2 separate regions of the Sus scrofa genome follow, and region 1 is linked to region 2. Evidence: chromatin contacts called from public Hi-C data. All regions are on one chromosome and are shown on one strand. Each heading gives the region's core, a stretch centred on a gene start, on an enhancer-like site or on the middle of the called end of the contact. The rest is flanking DNA. Distances are from core to core; before and after follow the strand shown.

What was found. A called contact is a pair of places that touch in the nucleus more often than the background predicts.
Region 1: a Hi-C map of embryonic fibroblasts shows a contact between it and region 2, with 2.2 times the contacts expected there. The contact joins two enhancer-like sites. A contact is called at or near these places in 2 of 47 Hi-C or Micro-C datasets (embryonic fibroblasts and fibroblasts).

The regions. Positions count from the first base shown.
Region 1 is chr2:83,566,612-83,569,311 of Sscrofa11.1, forward strand. No RefSeq gene overlaps it. Among named protein-coding and RNA genes, the nearest start is that of ENC1, 120 kb to the right of the region's middle. Within about 2 kb of position 1,265, at least 19 of the 83 cell types and tissues checked have an H3K27ac peak or open chromatin away from gene starts, as enhancers often do. A contact at or near this core is called in embryonic fibroblasts, where this site is marked.
Region 2 is chr2:83,478,380-83,481,079 of Sscrofa11.1, forward strand. All of the region lies in intron 3 of LOC102165717 (a long non-coding RNA gene), which reads right to left. Among named protein-coding and RNA genes, the nearest start is that of ENC1, 210 kb to the right of the region's middle. Within about 2 kb of position 1,307, at least 8 of the 83 cell types and tissues checked have an H3K27ac peak or open chromatin away from gene starts, as enhancers often do. A contact at or near this core is called in embryonic fibroblasts, where this site is marked.

The DNA.
Region 1 (2,700 bases), core at 15-2,514, 88 kb after region 2:
TTAATGATGGCCATTCTGACTGGTGTGAGGTGGTATCTCATGGTACAATCCAAATGTCCATCGACAGATGATTGGATTCGGAAGATGTGGTATATATACACAATGGAATACTACTCAGCCATAAAAAAGGATGACATAATGCCATTTGCAGCAACATGGATGGAACTAGAGAATCTCATACTGAGTGAAATGAGCCAGAAAGACAAAGGCAAATACCATATGATATCACTTATAACTGGAATCTAATATCCAGCACAAATGAACATCTCCTCAGAAAAGAAAATCATGGACTTGGAAAAGAGACTTGTGGCTGCCTGATGGGAGGGGGAGGGAGTGGGAGGGATCGGGAGCTTGGGTTTATCAGACACAACCTAGAATAGATTTACAAGGATATCCTGCTGAATAGCATTGAGAACTATGTCTAGATACTCATGTTGCAACAGAAGAAAGGGTGGAGGAAAAACTGTAATTGCAATGTATACATGTAAGGATAACCTGACCCCCTTGCTGTACAGTGGGAAAATTAAAAAAAAAAGTAAAAAAAAAAAAAAAAAAAAAGAAGTCAAATGATGTCATCGACATTGCATCTCTCAGCTCTCCCCTGCCTGAGCTTCATTCTCAGCTTCCCCTTAGATGTCCCAGGATAATCAAGCAAGCCCCAGTCTCAAGGTTTTTTCATCGGGAAACTCCAGACCAGCACCCTTTCTTTCCCATGGCTCCCTCAGCCCTACATGATTCCTCCTTTTTCTAGGACAAACGGTATCAGCAAAATGGCCTAGAAGGAGTCATAGCTTCAGGGCAGAGGGTTTGGTTTGTAATCTCCACCCTGTTACACCTCTGTTGTGTGTTCTCGGACAACTGATTTCACCTCTCTGGACCTCACCTGTAGAATGTCACTTCCTCCGCAAAGCTCCCGGCAAGGGAGCTAGTCACTTCCTCCCAAATACACAACACGCTGTACTGCACTTATCCTGACACACCTGACACACCGGATCCTAGAGGAATAGTGCTCTTGGAGAACAGAAATTGTTTTATTTCTCTTTGTAGCCCTGGGTCAGGATACATGAGCTGCAGAATATCTCATTTATGGATTGAATCAGAAGATGTCCACCACTCTGTTAATCTTTGAAATCACAAAGATTAACCCAGTGATCTGATCATTCCACCCCATTCCAGATTTATCCTTAAGTAGGTGGACCAACCCACTCTGTGTCCTCTTCTCTGAAGCAGTTCCTAGGAATCCAATCTCTGCTTGTGCAATCTGCCATCTCCACACCCAATTCTCCCTCCTCTGCATTACTCACCACATTCCAAGTATTCCTTCCCTCTGCCTGTGTGCCTTGAAAATGCCTTAACTGCAACCTGAGCTAGCCAGTCAAGTCTTTGTGCCTGCCTATCATAGAACCACCCCGGCTTGCAAGGTGCCAGAAATCAAGGGCTGTGGATCAATCAAGACAGTGCCCCAAGCATGTAGCTGTCTCCTAAATGCTTTTAAGGGTAATGAATGGTAATGAATTCAGATTGATTATGTTTCAATATTCTGTAGTATATGCTCCTACTCCAGATGAGCCCAAAGGTCAATTTTAAAAGTCTAATTCAGCAATTCTCAATGGGAAGGGGCAGCTGACAAATAATGTAGCAGGGGTGGCAGGACTTGCAGTTTGAAAAAGCATATTCAATGCAGTCATATAATTTTGTACCTTTGGAAAATGCAAAAAAATTATTATTTAAAACACAAGCTATAGCTTTGATTCCTGGGTACTTGATATATTAATATCTTTTCTTCACAACAACTCTACCATGTCAGATATGGCTACTAAAATTCAAAGAGGTTACTTCTGCAGGATCAAATAGCTAGGAAACAGCAGATGTGGCATTTGAACTCCAGCTACTCTTCGTTCTCCTACTCTGTTTCTCCATGAAAGAGGCATGGAGTGTGGCAGCCCCCCTGCTCCGTGGTATTATACGCTGTAATTCTCCCTCCATGCTTGATTGAAAGGGTAAAAAACCCCATAGTATCCTTTGAGATTTCAGAAAACCTCTGTCCCACATGATGGGGTGAATAAGACTTTCCAATAGTCAACAAAAAATTTCTCTAGGCACCTGGGTTTGACTAGCACCCAATCTCACAGAACAAGAACCAACACCCCATCTCTTTCCCTGTATGGAAAAGACATGTGCCTCCCATTTCTTCCCAGAAAAACAAGGTGGTTGGACGATCTGGCAGCTCAGCTAGTCTCACAGGCTCTGCTGACAGGGACCTAGGGGAAGTCAAGCAGTCAGTATAGCATTTTGAACACCCTCTATGCACCAGGCATGTTCCAGACCAGTGTTGCTATTGAGTTTTCTTTTTAATGATGCTATTATCAGAGGGCCAATAGAGCCTCCAGTGGCTTCATATACAGGTTCTTTGACCCCCCAGTGGTAATCGGATAATGGTAATATCATTTGAATTGACAAAATCTCATTTCTACAAACTCGTCCTGGCATTTGTACGCTCCCCATTCTAACTTGCAGTTCAGGTCTCATTTCATGTTACATTGCATGTGACGATTTTGGAAGAGGGGCTGAAATCATCCATTCCTTCATGTTCAGAAGGGCTTTCAAGAAAAAAGCTTTGGAGGTGAGATTTCACCCTTGGCAAATTTCAACACACTGTGGAGGCATAGAAAGCAGAAACAAAAATAGTTTTCAGGGCAA
Region 2 (2,700 bases), core at 57-2,556:
AATGCAAATAAAATCATCTCATTTTACCCTTTGCAGAACCACAATGATAACAACAAAAAGAGTTCAGGAAAAAGGCAATTGGGGCAAATAACAAAATGATGCTGAAGTGGTCGTCTGTTGTCAACCAAAAAATTCAGCTAAATTCCCAACATTAGGAAACAGAGACAAACCTGTAAGTGGATACTCTAATGCTACTTTCACAAATACTGTGTAGACTAAGAAAGCTATTAATTACACTGAGTTCTAGAACTGGCAGTGTTGCTAATTAGCTATAAAAGCTTAGACAAGTCACTTCATTTCTGCATGACGTCTCTGTTCCCCACATAACAAGAGAGGGATGGAGTAGATAATTGAGAAGATCCAAAATCTAATTATTTTAAATCACCTGCTCTACGATTAGCCACACTCAAAAATTTTTCTCTTAATCACCTTTACTATCCTCATGCCAACCAGTTTGACTAGATAGAGTGAAACTTTACTAACAGAAAATATTTCAACTGATTGAAAATAATTAATATTTAATAATAGGAATTATACCAGTTTCTAAGGCACAGTTCTAAGAATGTTCTATAATATTATATTTTAATCCTTATAACCACTCTATGAGTCCTATAGTGCTATTACTATTATTAATCAATTTTATAGCAACTGAGACAATAAAAAGTTTATAAGATTCTCCAAAATCAATAGTCACCTCTTGGGAAGGCAAAGAGTTGGAGGCTCTAATGTCCCATTGTTCCCAAGCAAATACATATTATTGTGAATACACTAAATTTGTGGCTTTAGAGGTGAAATGGAAAGAAGAATAATGAAGCTAAACTCCAAAGAACTGAATTTAGCCTTAGCTCTTCTATTTGGACCATCAGTCCAATTACTTTCAATAATCCCCCAACTTCTCTGCTCTGATTTCCTTAGTTATCAAGTGGAACAGGTGCCTAAATCAAGGTGTGGTACCCAAACTAGGAGCATCACCGTCATCTGGGAACTTGTGAGCAATGCAAGTTCTTGGGCCCCACCCCAAACGTATGGAATCAGAAACACTGAGCATTCACCTGCATTTTGATGAGCCCTCCAAGCGATCCTGAGGGATGCTAAATTTGGAGAACAACTGGCTAAGATCGCTAAATTGCCTTCTGATTCCCACATGTCATGAGTCTATCTACAAATGTCTGGTTTCAGGTCACTGGATTTCAATCTGAAGTGGGTTTTATTATATTTAAATTCTTCTTCCCTGATTCAGCAGACCTTCAGGGCCCTATTGCCCGAGGATGGACTCCCAGTGTAGGCTCACTGGAATGACTGTTTCCTTACTCATCTATGGGGTCATTGTGAAATAAGAAGGCAGAAAGTTGTTGTGAATCTAAACAGAAAGATGACATGGTGACTGTTTCATCATCTCCAGCCAAAATATAAGATTGAAGCCCAGAGTCATAACTTCAGCATAATCTGAGTTCTTAATCCACTACCACGTGACACAAGGGGGTTTACTGGATCCTTGTTGCTACCTGAGGCAAATGGTACCCAAGCTGGGACTAGCATGCTGGAGGAGTTGGCCTGTGGTTGCTCCCATATGCTCAGCTGTGCCAAAATCCAGACCTATCTTTCTCCTGAGTCACAAGGGAGGCAATGAACCGCAGAGAGAATGTTGAGTTTACTTCTTAATTTAACATTGCATTGCCATAGGGTTACTTGGCAGATAAACCCGACTACTTTGAGCCAGAAGCTTGGATGCCCCCAGGAGACAATTCCAAGTGTACTCAGAAGCACAAATGTATATGGGCCTTTTGTCTTGTTCTCTTCATGGGACCACTTGCTCATCAGAAGTGGCAGAAGAAGACCTCTGAGTTTTGGGGTCAACCATGATATAAATGTCCAATGCCTCTTGCTTATTTAATAAGCCTGCTTATAAAATCAGAACATCTTGTGCCCTGATGCCCAATGTTCAAGACTATGAACAGGAGGAGCAAAGACTCATGTCTCTGCTTCCTTTGTATTTCTCATGACACCTAATTGACATAAATGGTTGTTTGCTGACTCATCTCTTTTAAATGACACAACTTGTCACAAAGAGGCAGAAATGCCAATGCTATCACAGTTACAAAAAGGCCTGGAAAAATCATGTTCTTAGAAATAACATATTAAGAGAAAAGGTGGCCATGTAAAGTAGTAGGCGCTTACTTGGAACTGTAGTTACAAAAGTAGGCAGGCTCTCCTCATGAGAGCCAAGTAAGCCTAGGACTTACATGTGAAATAACACTGTTCTTTTGTTTTATGAGAGTGGAAAATCCCAAACATTTATTCTAGACCATCCTGGGGACTAACAATTTTATACTTGGACATTATAAATATGAGAAGGGTTGAAAATTTTTTATAAACCATTCCCCAATCCAAGTTTACTTAAAATGACATGTTAGCAGAGATTTTGCATTCTTTCATTAAAAGTCATCTAGACACAGTCCTCCAACTCTGGACACCTGTGTCCTGCTGTGATTCCCCCCCCCCAATAAAGAAGTCAAGCTGACATTTTGGTATTTCTTCTGAACTACACTGCACAATCTATGTAGTACATACTATTTTACAGATAAAGAAACTGAGGCACAGGAAGCCTTAGCCCAGGCAAAATGACAAAACTAGTGCACAGAAGAGCTTGGATTCAAAGCCAGGCAGTCTGGCTCCAGAGTGCTTCTAGATGGTCAAGTC